2 separate regions of the Sus scrofa genome follow, and region 2 is linked to region 1. The links are chromatin contacts, called in public Hi-C maps. All regions are on one chromosome and are shown on one strand. The core of a region is the stretch at or near the end of the contact, and the rest is flanking DNA. Distances in the headings are between cores, read along the strand shown.

Evidence for each region. A called contact is a pair of places that touch in the nucleus more often than the background predicts.
Region 2: a contact with region 1 is called in a Hi-C map of embryonic fibroblasts, with 2.7 times the contacts expected there. A contact is called at or near these places in 1 of 47 Hi-C or Micro-C datasets (embryonic fibroblasts) and 1 of 2 datasets of targeted methods (alveolar macrophages).

What each region holds. Positions count from the first base shown.
Region 1 is chr3:69,001,072-69,007,909 of Sscrofa11.1, reverse strand. TET3 (methylcytosine dioxygenase TET3) reads left to right here. Exons shown (of 12, transcript XM_021087365.1): 2 at 3,424-3,480. Among named protein-coding and RNA genes, the nearest start is that of TET3, 16 kb to the left of the region's middle.
Region 2 is chr3:69,134,688-69,141,525 of Sscrofa11.1, reverse strand. No RefSeq gene overlaps it. Among named protein-coding and RNA genes, the nearest start is that of ACTG2, 17 kb to the right of the region's middle.

The DNA.
Region 1 (6,838 bases), core at 1,695-4,194:
AGTAAACCCATTCACCTCCCTGGTGGGGAGGGCTGTGGCCCCATTCCTGCTGCTGGGAGTGTAGTAGGGTCTAGGGCTTGTGGCGGAAGGTGGGGAGGGTCCCAGCTACTTCTGCATTGGTCACTGTGAAGCCCCAGATATAGAGAGGGGAGCAGGTGGGGGCGGGAGGGGGTCAGGTATAGGGTGTGGAGAGGGGCCCCTGCTGGAGGCAGGGTGGCCCCAGCATGTGCATCCCTGACTCCTTGGAATGCTAACATTCCAGGTGCCTCAGAAAAGGGCAGGGGGCCAGGGTAGGATAGAGATGCCCTGGGGACCACGGGCTCTGCTAGGGTGTCTGCAGGCTTCGAGAGGCCGGGCCAGGATCTGTGGTGAAGGTGGGGCTAAGTTAGCGCCAGGAGGTGGTTCAGGCAGCGTCAGGGTGGCTTGTGTAGCCTTGTGAGGAAGATGGGTGCTGGCTGAACAAGGCTGGGCCGTGGTTATGGTTCAGTTGTGCTAAATCTTGTCTTCCCAGGAGAGAAGTATCCCTCTGATCCTTGGGGACCTCAGAGAACAGGCCGACCAGGAGAGTGGCCTCTGCATCTTAGGGCCCAAGCCCCTGCTTCTCTACTCTCCTTGTGCAGAAACTCAGCTCAGCACATTCCATCTCTGTGCAGAGCCTATCGAGTGGGGAAGACAGGGCCCCTGCCCACGTGGGGAAGATGGCCATGTAAATAAATAACTGCTCTTGGTTGTGGCTGCTCTAGAAGAGGCCCTGAGAGGAGAGGGTGATGCTCATGGGGGCTGGATGAGCTGGGAAGGCAGCAGAGGGAGGTAATGTTTGGATTAAGCCTTGCACTGTATTAGCTTGCAGAGTGGGGGAGAGGCGGGGGCACCTAGGCAAGGAGCAGCATGGCCGAGTCTCTGAAGCATGAACATATTACTATTCTCAGAGCCACAGCTTAAAGGGAAGTGGTCTGGTTCAAGGGACACCATCCTTCTTTGCATTTCCCTGGGGTTCTCTAGGAGAGAAGGGCCAGAGAACTGGAATGAGAAAGGCCCGCATTGGAATTCTACCTCCCCACTTACCAGCTGTGAGTTGATGAGCAAGTAACTTAACATCTCTAAGCCTGTTTTCCCATAAGGTTGTGTGTGGAGTAAGTCGGATGAGATGCTCCCACAGCATGGTTGGCACAGTGCCTGGGACGTAGCAGGGGCTTGATAAACTGTGGCAGCCGCAGCAGCAACAGTATTGATTGTTGCTATCCATGCAGCGTTAGTTGCTCTTATCCAGTGGCAGACTGGTGTGGGGTGGGTGGGTGAGGCAGGGATTTGGGGGTCCAAGATGAAGGAGGCACTTCACTTGGCCTGGCTAAGGTCAGAGCTAAGGGGAACAGAAGCCTGTGGCTGAGGACAATGCTCCTTGCCCTGCCCTGTCACCTGCCTTCCTCCCTGCCCTAGGGAGGCGCCAAGTAGGGCTGCCCTTTGTCCCCAGGGTGGGGCAGGTGTGGGCCCTGGTGCCTCCTGGAATCCCCTCACCAGAGGCCAGCTTTGATGTCTTTCCTAAGGCATCTCACCCCATTCTGAGTACCCCTTGGGCTTCAGGGAGGGGGAGTTATTGGGCAGGTGCGGTGAAGCTGGTAGCAGAGTGCGTCACTGAAATGAACTCTTTCATATCCTAACTAGTTCTTCTCTAGTATGAGAAGTAGCACACAGTCACACAGTGAGCTCTCTCAGTAGTTAAGAGTGGTAACTAGCAGTGCCTACACTGGCGGGCACTGTGTTTCATTTTTTTAGGAGTCCTCACAACTGTGGATGAGGTAGCTGCTTTTGTAGTTCTCTTTTGCAGATGAACAAAAGTAGGCTAAGAAGCGAGGTGCCACTGCCCGGGTCCTGCAGCTAGATAGGAGAACCAGGACCTGAACCAGATGTGTGAGTACCAGAGCCCATGGAAGGCCCGTTCCTGGAAGGCGGAGGCTCTGGGGCGTTCAGCTATGGGGAGGGGATGGAGTGAGGCAGGATGTGCCCTGGGGTGCCTAGGAATTGCAGGGCTTTCCCCTCCCTTTTCCGTTCTTTCTCCTTCTGTCTCCTGGGGCTTGCAGCCTCCAGAGGCTCAGAGTCTGGGAACTGGAGGTCTGGCGCTGCCTCCCCTCCTCAGCCTCTCCAGGGAATGGGAAGCCCTGAGATCTGGGGGCATCACCTCACGTGGCCTTTCTAAAAGAGGAGGAGACACTGAGTGTGGTGGTGAGGCTGTATGGAGGGGGTGGCGTCTGTTCAGGCACCGGGGATGAGTGATCCTAAGATGCCATGTGGGTGTTTGTGTGCAAGGGAGGGCACCTCTGACTTGGTGAGGCTTTGAGCCACAGGCAGTGTGGGCTTCAGGAAGAAATCTGTCAGAGGGGGGGCGGAGTAGGACTGCATAATGGTTAAGAGTCTGGTCTTGAGAGCCAGTCAGACCTGGCTGAAGTCCTCGTGCTGCCCTGCTCTAGCTGTGTCACCTTGGGTAAGTTACTTCACTTATCTTGCCTGTTTCCTTATGTGCAAAACGGGGTGAAGGTTCATATTGCCAAGCCTTTTTTTTTTTTTTTTTTTTTCTTTCTTGGAAGATTGCAGGGGCCGTTGCTCTTATCATAGCGCCTGGCACTGTCCTAGTTGCTGCTAGGATGAGGCAGTTTGCTGGTGTCCTAGGGTTAGAGAGTGGCCCGAGGCGGGGAATCCCGCCAACATCAGCTCTACCCCAGGCGCAGTCTGTCTTTGACCCGCTAGATGCAGAGGATGCCTCTGGGTAGTACCTTCGGCCCCGACTCTCGGGAGGAGGCGGGGGTGTCCCGGGATCCCCTGCCTGCCGGGAGTGGCGGGCCTGGGCCGCAGCCAGCACGGCTCCGCGGCACCCTTGGCGGTGCCCCCGCCTCCCAACTGGGCAGGTCCAGCCCCCGGCGGCCCTGCCCCCGCTCGGCCGGCCGCAGGGATTGGCTGGCGAGCGCGCCGCCCCCTCCACACCAGCCTCGCCGGCGGCGGGGAGGGGAGCCAAGCCGGCAGCTGGCCGCCGCCGCCTCTGCAGTGCCTCCCTCCGTGCGCTCCGGCGGGGATAATGGGAGGCCCGCCGGCCGATGCACCAGAGGAGGCCGGCCGAGGTAGAGCGGGCAGGGCGGGGAGGGACGAGGCCAGACCGGACGCAGGAGGAGGGGCAGAGTCCTCCTGGATCTTGGGAGGATGGAAAAAGGAGAAATGAAAACAAAAACACTCTGGAAGGCGAATGAGCCCATCCACCGCGCGTCTGGGTGGCAGCTGGAGGCAGGAAGATGGTCCCTGCTATCCTTTCTTTCCGAGGCCCCCTGCCTCCCCTTCTCCCGCTTCCCCTGCAGCGCCGCTGGGGGTGCAGCAGAAGGACTTTGCTGCTTTCCTGGTGTCAGCCTGGCTCATCAGTCTCTCCGGCTTCTTTTGCAGGTGGAAATAAAGGCTGCTGAAGGAGCCGGGCCGTGGGGACAAGGGGCAGCTGTCAAGGTACCTTGTGTGTGTGTGTGTGTGTGTGTGTGTGTGTGTGTGTGTGTGTGTGGTAGGGGTGAAGTGTTTGACTGGATTGGATAAAAATAAAGGGTCTCCTCTGGTGATCCCTTAATCTCCCACTGTGTGTGTAGCAGCAGCTGAGGGGGAGGGGCGGCGGGGGTGTGGGCGGCCAATGAATTCTCAGGCCTGTGTGGGTTTTGTTTGGATTCTTTTTGCTTTCTCAGCTGGATGGTTTGGGTGCAGTTGGGACTGGGTTTGTTGAACTGGTTTTTTTTTTTTTTTTTAAGACATGCAACCCACTCCCCACCCTTGCCTCTGGAAATCTCTCGAGAATGTCCCTGGCACTGTTGGTTTGCATCCAATCTGCAGAAATCCCCGGGGGGGTTGGGGGGATAAGGGAGAGGGGGAATTGCGCTCCTGAGTCTGAAGCTGATAGGGTGTCATTAGTCATGCTGCTGTCACCATGGAGATGGCTGGAGAGGAGGTGGTGGGGGTGAGGATATTTTGGGTAGGGTGGGGGCTGATGCAACATCATGACTGGGAATCCTGCAGGCGGGTGGCTGCTGTTACTCTGTGCAGCCTGGTGTCTGGGGGCCTGGGAAGGGCATGTCACCTACCAGGTGCGTGGAAAGTGGAGAAAGGGGCACTGAGCTTCTCCGTGTGGTTGTCCCAGGGCCACAGGGCTGGGGTATTTGGGGCAGGGCAGAGTCTGTGGAATAGAAGCCATTGCAAGGAAACACAGATGTTTTTCCCAGGTTGGCAAGGACTAGGATCAGTAGGTTTTCTTGGGCATTGCTCTGTTTTCAGGGCTGGGGATCCTCTGTGAGTTTGGGATTACTCAGCAGTATCCTCTGCTGGCCCAGGGTGGAGAAAACAGAGCAAGAGGCAGCTCCGTGTAACTGCCTCTCAAGATCGGAGAGGCTGGGGAAGGAGTGTAGGGACAGGTGGGCAGGGCAGGACTGGATGGGACTTCTCCTAGGAGGGGGAGCCCATTCCTACCGCTGCCTCAGCTCTGTCTTCCCCTTCAGCTTCCGGAGCCTGTGAGGAGCTGAGGGAATCTGGTTGCTGAGGTAGCAGGTGGGCGAGCTGCTCATGTCCCCAGATGCTCTTAGATTTTCTCCCTGGAAATCCTCCTCTGGCTTCCTGGGAAAACTGTGGGTGCTGGAAGTGCCACCCTCACTGCCTGGGCGGGGACGCTGGCAGGGAGGGGCCCTGCTTCCCCTCAGGGGGTGGGGGCTCCTGTGTGAGGTTGCGGGGTGGATCAGGAGCCAGGGTGGTTCCCTGGCCTCCTCCCAAGAAACTTCAGGCAAGGAAGTGCTTGGGGGAGGGCAAGGCTTTTGCTTCTGGGGGAAGGAGAAGAAGAGCCAGGTGCCACCAGCTCCCCTGAACTGGGCGACGCCTCGGTGAGTCTGGAAGTAGTGGGCGACCACCTGGGACGAGACTGTGGGAGGCCCCTGAGGCAGGCAGAGGGCGGTTGATACTGGCGATGCCGTGGGTGGGGAGAGAGCTATGAGCTCACTCCACGCCCTTTCTCCAGAGCAGAATCCCCAGGTTCCACCTCCACTTCCTCTTCTGGCCTCCCACCACTGACAGGGGGGAGCTGTGATCACCTGTGTGCCGTTGAGGGCTGCGGACCCGGAGATCATGGAGCGCACCTGATCTGCCCCCCACCGTGGGGAAAGCAGGACAAGGAGTTGAGGACAGATGGGCTCAGGGAGAGGGCAGCTCCCTCCCTCCTCCGTGTCTCCGGCCTGGTCAGCCAGAGCTTCCCTCTCTGCTGGGAGGAAGGACTGCTGGCAGGTTTGTTTACTCCGGAAAGCACCCCCTCCTGCCTAGCGATGGCTTCTCTTCAGCTCTCTCCAAGTGTGTTCTCCGTTCCTCCCGGCCTGCATTCTGCTGGCCCTGCCCTCCCGCTGGCAGCTCCCAGCCTAATATCCACCCATCGTCGTGTTGTGGGTATGGAGCGGGGCTGCCTGAAAAACCAGAGGATGCCCTTCAAACATGTCTTCCTCCTCCTGCCTCCTTGAGGGGGGCGGAGGGCTGAGCTGGCGGCGTTTTTAAAGCTCTGAGGTTGTGCCTGTGCTTGTTTTTATTGCTGAGCTGTCTGTCGGAAAATCATAACTTCCTCTTGGCCCAGCTTGGGCATTGCCAGCAAGTACTGGGACCTGCAGCCCCTGTTCCTGGTGCCACCTTCCTCCCGTCATTTTCTTAGGTGGCCAGTGGAGTGTGGTGTCCCACAGAGCCCAGAAGAGCAGTTTTCTCCCATCCTCTTCCATGAGGAGGTGGTGGTGTAGGAAGATGTGTGTGGTGTGTGAGCTCGTTCAGATCAGGAAAGGGCTCCGGGACACAGGACAAGGGGCTCTCCCAGTCGCTGTTCCCAGGGATGAGGACAGGATCAAAGGATGGCTAAGCTCCCTGAGTGAAGGGTGTCCAGCAGCCACTGGGAATGTGCTCATCTCCTGTGTGCTGAGTCCTGCCAGGGTTTCCAAACCATCCCTGTGGTGGAGTGTGTGTAGTGCCTGGCACAGGCGTGGAGTGGCGTTTGAACGCAGGTGGTCATTTTACCATCTGGCACATTACATGTCTACCCGTGATATCCTAAGGAACGTGCCGTGGCACCTCCTTCTTGGCAGCCTGGACGGGAGTGAGTGCCCAGTGCCGAGAACACCAGGCGGCCCCGCTCTCTCTCGGACTCCCATGCTGCTCCCACGCTCTGCCCCAGGGGAAGCCTCCACTGGCTGAGGATGTCTGGAAGCTATTTGGGGCCTCTGCTCAGGATCTCTGCCTTCTGTCTTGCCTTCAGACCATTGCAGACATAGTCCTTTGTCAAGGACCTGTGATCCTCAACCTTCTGCACACTGTGGGTCACTCCTACTAGTTCCTTCTGGCCTGCTCTTCCCACTCTCTAGCCCTTGGTGAGAGGCCAGGGGGAAGCCTTTTCTCCCTGGGGTACATTATAAGCAGTAGTGAACTTGGGGTTTTGTAGAAGCAAGTGAGCACGTCAGGGTAAAATGGGAAAGGAACCAACCAAGTGGATTTAGAGTTGAGATTGAGGATGGAGAGAGAGGGTTTCCCCATGCATGACATGTACTATTATGGTTAGAGTGCCAGAGCCCAGCTCCACCTCCCGGTGACCCTAGCCATTTTCAAATGTCTTGGGAGAGGGAGAAGACTTTGCAGGGCAGTTAGGTGAGTGAGCCCAAAAGAGAGGCTTCCAGCCCGAGATGGTGCAGATCCTGGAGCCTGCCCACAGGGGGGCTGTGGTGGCTCCGTAGCCCCTTCGCTGGAGCTAGCTGAGGAGAGGCCCAGGTACCAGGCTCCCTCCAGCTGCAGATAGACTTTTCTGCTAGAAATG
Region 2 (6,838 bases), core at 1,921-4,420, 130 kb before region 1:
TTTAATCTTGCCAAACTGAAATTCTATAACCATTAAACCAAACTTTACTTTCCCCCTTCCCCCAGGCCCTGGCAACCAGCCTTCTATTTTCTTTTTTTCTTTCTTTTTTTTTTTTTTTTTTGTCTTTTGTTGTTGTTGCTATTTCTTGGGCCGCTCCCGCAGCAAATGAGGTTCCCAGGCTAGGGGTCGAATCGGAGCTGTAGCCACCGGCCTACGCCAGAGCCACAGCAACGCGGGATCCGAGCCGCATCTGCAACCTACACCACAGCTCACGGCAACGCCGGATCGTTAACCCACTGAGCAAGGCCAGGGACCGAACCCGCAACCTCATGGTTCCTAGTCGGATTCGTTAACCACTGTGCCACGACGGGAACTCCCAGCCTTCTATTTTCTATCTCAGTACTTCTTTAGATACTTCATATAAGTGGACTCATGCAGAATTTGTCTTTTTGTGACTGGCTTGTTTTACTTGGCATAATGCTGTCAGGGCTCATTTATGTTGTAAAATGTGTCAAAATGTCCTTTTCTAAGGCTGAATAATATTCCATTGTATGTATGCCACATTTTCTTTATCCATTCATCTGTCAGTTTACACTCTCCTTCTTGGCTAGTGTGAATAGTGCTTCTGTGGACATGAGTATATAAATATCTCTTGCTGTTTTAACTGTTGTAGAGCTTAGGAAAATAAGAAAACCATAAAGATTCAAAAAAAAAAAAGGGGGGTGGAGTTCCTGTTATGGCTCAGCAGTAACAAAACCAACTAGTATCCATGAGGAAATGAGTTCAATCCCTGGCCTTGCTCAGTGGGTTAAGGATCCAGCATTGCTATGAGCTGTGCTATAGGTCACAGACATGGCTCAGATCCCTCGCTGCTGTGGCTGTGGCCTAGGCTGGCCACTGTAGCTCCTATTCAACCTCCCTAGCCTGGGAACTTCCATGTGCCACAGATGTGGCCCTAAATAGCAAAAAAAAAAAAAAAAAAAAAAAAAAAAAAAGAAAAAAAGAAAGAAAAATAAAAGGAAAGGGAAAAGAAATGAAAAGAATGAAAAGAACATATTTCATTTTTATGAACATAACCTAATAAATCACATACATATACATTTGACATCAATCTCAACAATACAGATAAAAATTTCCTAAATAAGAGCATTAACAAATTCAGCAATATAGTGAAGGAATAATATGTCATAACTGCCAGCCTTTGTTGTGCATCCCTGTTTAGAACTTGTCCATGACCTCCCAGCCAGTAAGTAGTGGGCTAGGATGGCAGCCCAGGTCTGCCCAACCCTCAAGCCCATGATGCATTTGATAAATTTATTGAGAAGGTAATGTTGGCCCCATAAAAGAAATCCACTAATATAGATTAAAAAAAAAAAGGCTCAAGACTCAGTAGATAATAAGTTTTTGAAGATGAGAAGTAGCATTTATTCTTTTTTTTTTTTTTTTTTGGCTTTTTAGGCCCACACCCACAGCATATGGAGGTTCCCAGGCTAGGAGTCTAATCAGAGCTACAGCTGCCAGTCTACACCACAGCCACAGCAACTCGGGATCTGAGCCATGTCTGCGACCTACATCACAGCTCACCACAACACCGGATCCTTAACCCACTGATCGAGGCCAGGGATGGAACCCAAACCTCAGCATTCCTAGTTGGATTCATTTCTGATGTGCCATGACAGGAACTCCTTTATTTTTAAAACTCCCCTAGAATTCCGGCTGTGGTACAATAGGAGGTCTCTGCAGCACCAGGACACAGGTTCAATCTCCAGCCTGGCAGATTGAACCTGTGGATTAAAGGATCTGGCTACAACGTAGGTTGCAACTGTGGCTCAGATCTGATCCCTGGCCTGGGAATTCCATGTGCCGTGGGGTAGCCAAAAAAAAAAAAAAAAAAAAAAAAACCAAACAAACAAACAAGCAAAAAACAGGCCTAATAAGAAATAGCTGCAAAGTTGTCCATTAAAAGATATATATAAAACTTCTAAAGTAGCTTTCTAGTACAGTCAATAGCTAGTTGTGGCCGGGTGAAAATGATTTCTCTTTCACCCTAGCAACCAAAAACGATAAAATATCGTGGAACACAATTAATAGGAAACATGCAGGACTTATGTAAAGAACACGAAGCTGTGCAGAGGGATATGGAAAAAATAAATGGAAAGATGGACGTTCCATATTCCATGAGGAATAGTCTCAATGCTTTAAAGATGTTAATTCCTCTTTAAATAACCCATAAATTTAAATACAAGTCTACAAAAATTTCATTTTTTTAACTTAAAAATCATCAAAAAATGATTCTTCAGTAAGTGGAATAACCATTTTTAAAAATGGAAAGATGAAGACTATTGGGGGAAATTTTGTTATTGGGTAACATGATAAATTATTAGTGTACTGGTGGAGGACTAGATGAAGAATTAGCAAACTTTACTGTTCAAGGGGGTAAGACAATGCTGTAGATGGCATGGACCCTATCTTGACAGAATTGTGCTTCAATATGATGCTATTGGCTTTTTAAAGGCAAACTGAGGTGAAGAGAGGACTCCCTGGAGAAAAGGAAGCTAACTACAGGGAGTGACAGAGGAGTGTCTAAGAATAGTCTTACTTCCTTTAGTCTAGGTGATATTTCCACTTCTTTCACCCACTAATAACCCACTACTATTTGTTCAACACAGGAAACATACTACATTCTCACTCAGACCCAGGAAAAAGACAAAAATAATCCTGGGCCACTGTGGGAGTTCTTTTCTGAAGTTGCTGAAGGCCACAGAACTCCAAATGAGTGGTGTCAGACTTCCAAACCCACACGCAACCACAATGCAATACTGCCTTCTTAAAATATATATAGATATATGTATTCATTAAAACTATGAGAAAGAAATACACCAAAATGTTAATATTGGTTTTCTGTAGGTGATAGAATTATGGCATGAAGGCTTTCTTTTTCCCCCCTCTATGCTTTTTTTCAATTTTCCAAATATTCTACAGAGAACATGTATTGCTTTTGTAATTGGAGAGACAGGACAATGCCTACTATTTTCAGAAACCAAAGCTCTACTGCCCCTTCAGTGTGGGAATCCAGCCAAGACCTTATTCTTGGACAGCATCAGTGAAAGGGCCTTAGGAATGCTCTTGGGCACAGCAGCAGAGGCATGTCATATATGGAAACCTTCCATGAGGGTGACCTCACCACTGGAACCCATTCAACATAAACCTTGCTGCAAAGGCCAGCAGAGATCTTTGGACAAAACCTGGAGGGTGGAAAGCCGAGAAAGAATTGACCGAAAGAAGAGAGACTTTTGGGCTATGGCCTGAAGAACTCCTGTGCATCCATCTGGGCTTCTTAGCAAATCTCCTCTGTGCTCAGTTCCTAGTGAAGGATTTCTTTTGCCCACCTCAGCCTCCTCCAAAAAAGAACTCCTACAGTGGCCCGGGGTTATTTCCATTATTTTCCTGGGCCTGAGTGAAAATATAGTATGCTACTTGTGTTGGACAAACAGTAATGGGTTATTGATGGGTGAAGAAAGTGCAACCATCAACTTAGACTAAAGGAAGTAAGCCTGTTCTTAATATTCCTCAGTCATTGCCTAGAGTTAGCTTCCCTACCCCTTGGTCTCCTCGCTTCATCTCCCTTTGCCTTTTAAAAAAACCCAATAGTGTCATACCAGACCACGATTCCATCAAGATATGGTTGACGCCATCTATAGCATTGATCCCTTTGCCTCCTTGAACAGTTCTTCACATCCCTGCCCCCTGCTTAAACATCTGTGTCTAGAACTTCTTTCACCCAGCTTGGTATTCTATACATTTCCATGGCATAGGAGTTTTAAATTATTTTTAATTGAACCATGGTGGACTCAGGGTAAGTTCACACAAGTATTTTAGTCCCCAGTCCCAGTGTTACTCTATAAGCACCAGGTCTTTGATATGGCCCTTGGCCTTGGCCTAGGAAGAGACCATATAATGGGAACAAAACCCAGTGTTGGTTTGAATTATTTTCATTGCAATGACAGAAAACTGAATTCAAACTGGTGTTTAGACACAGCCGAATCCCATACCTATGGTCATCAAGACTTATTCTGTGTTGTTCTCTTGGCTCTTATGTACTCATTTAATTAGGTTTTTCATTTAATTAGGTTTTTCCAATATGGTAGCTTTGACAGTTTTGGGTTTATATCCTACTGTCTTGGTAAGTCCAGCAGGAAAAAGAGAAATTCTGGGTCCAGGAGTTCCAACAAGTCCTGTCATTGAGTCGTTGGGTCATGACTTTGGTCATGGCTTTGTCATGCCTTCGTCTTTGGGCCAACCACTGTGGCCAAGGGGATGGAAAACTCTGATTTCCCGTCCTAGGTTATGTGTCTATACCCCATCTGAACTACATGCACTGGGAGTGAGGGAACATTCATTCTGCAAAGAAAAATGATGGCATTAAGGGAAGAATGGATGCTGGGCAGGCAAAAGCAATAGATGTCTACAATAAGTGCCTGGAAGAAAAAGGTAGGGCCTGCCATCATCACTGTGGCCAGTGACCCAAAGTAAGCAAGCTAATAACACATAAATGGAAACACCAATGCTATTGGCTTTAGATAATAGCAGGTGGACTGTTGGGTAGTAACACTTTCACTCCCCCAAAGGTGGGTCACACATCCAGGCCATGGTCATTTATTTAACTTGGATTTATTAAGCACCTGCTTGTGCAGCGTATTCTTCAAAATACATACAGAGGAAGTAAACTCTGTCTTCAGGGAGAAAATGATGGAGTAATATAAAGCAACTTGGAGTTCCCATTGTGGTTCAGCGGTTAAAAACTCTACTTAGTCTTTGTAAGGATAGGGGTTTGATCCCTAGCCTCACTCAGTGGGTTAAGGATCTGGGATTGCTGCAAGCTGTGGTGTAAGTCATGGATGTAGCTTGGATCCAGTGTTGCTGTGGCTGTGGCACAGGCCTGCACCTACAGCTCCAATTTGACTCCTAGCCCCAGAAACTTCCATATGCCACAAATATGGCCATAAAAAGAAAAAAGAAACTATAGTCCCATGAAAGAGCACAGGAGCAATTTCTTCATAACTGATGAGTGTACACAGGATGAACACCAACTCCATGAGTGAATACTGAGGGAACCCAAGTTAGGGAGAAGTGAATGTTTTCATCTTTATTTATACTCCACTTTTAGTACTTAATTTATACTCTATAATTTTTTGTATTTCACTTTTAATTATTTCAACAAATATTTACTATGTGGCTACTAAGTGCCAAGCCCCATGCTAGACTCTGGATACCTAGTAGGAAGGTTTTCCAGGATATGTAAAATATTACCAAGAGAAAGTTAATTGAATGTAGGGACAAAGGAATATAGACTACAAGGATACAGCAAAGCAGATCCAGTTATAGAGCGAAACAGTAAACCATGACCACTTACCATCCCCCCACAACTAGGGCACATGATGTGTGATGTTGTGGATATTATAAACATTTGTGTAATAAACCCAAACAGCACATAGAGGGTTATGCTTTTCCATATAAAAGATCGCATCTCACTGAAGCACAATATGTAGTAATTCTACTGGAAAGGGGGTGGGGTGGAGCTAGGCAGCATAGTTCAGCTCAGATACCCAGCTGTCTGTGAATCTGGTTTAACCTAGGGACGTATTTTGTCATATCTGAGAATGCAGATGGACTGCATGGATTTTAAACAACTCCAGTTTTCTCTTTGGTGCCGTTTTAATAAATATTTAGTGACAGCGAACTTGGAATTATAATCTTTGGCAAGGACCTGGGGTTTAGCTGCCATTCTTAATTGGTGGCTAAGTAAGATCTGAGGCTCTCGACTTTCAAAGGGTTTTTGTTTCGTTTTAACGCAGCTCACCAAGGTGGAGTAAGAGAGCCCGTGGCCCACTTGGTACACCGATTCCCACTTTACAGCAGAAAAGGGACTTGCAGTAACCACGACAAAGTGTTTCTGTACAGCAAATTTGGGGAATCAAATTTTGGACAGTGGGGTTGTCTCCTCACTTATGAACTTGGGGATAACATGGAACTACCTACTTAGGTAATAACTTTAATGTTGGAGATTTTGATCTGTAGCCCTTCTCTCTTCATAATTAGCTAATAGGGTCTGTTGTATATAGAGACCATTTTTTTGTCCAGGAAAATAAAGCCATATCAGTGGAGTAGAAGAGAATTCCTACATTTAAAAAAAAAAATAGCAAGCGGCTATGCGATGAACTCATCCAAAGATAGTATCAGATTTTTTTTTTTTAATGAGTGGAAAAGTACTGCTGTCAGAGCTCAGTCTGGATCAGCCCTCAGGAAAGTTGTTCTCCCTATTCTAGCCCATGAGGTAGAGTAGCAGTGCCGAATCAATTTGTCCATGGGCCAGACTGAGGAGAGGTCAATAAAATTTGCAGACAGGAGTTCCCGTCGTGGCGCAGTGGTTAACGAATCAGACTAGGAACCATGAGGTTGCAGGTTCGATCCCTGCCCTTGCTGAGTGGGTTAACGATCCTGCGTTGCCGTGAGCTGTAGTGTAGGTTGCAGACGCGGCTCGGATCCCGAGTTGCTGTGTCTGTGGCTGGCAGCTACAGCTCCGATTAGACCCCTAGCCTGGGAACCTCCATATGCTGAGGGAGCGGCGCAAGAAATGGCAAAAAGACCAAAAAAAAAAAAAATTGCAGACAATATGATATTATTCTTTCCACTGTAGGCAAACCTTATAGCAGTGACTTGTGGTGGAATTTTTCATTTGTTTGTTTGTTTGTTTTAGAGCCAAAACCTTGGCATATGGAGGGTCCCAGGCTAGGGGTCGAACCGGAGCTGTAGCCGCCGGCCTACACCACAGCTCACA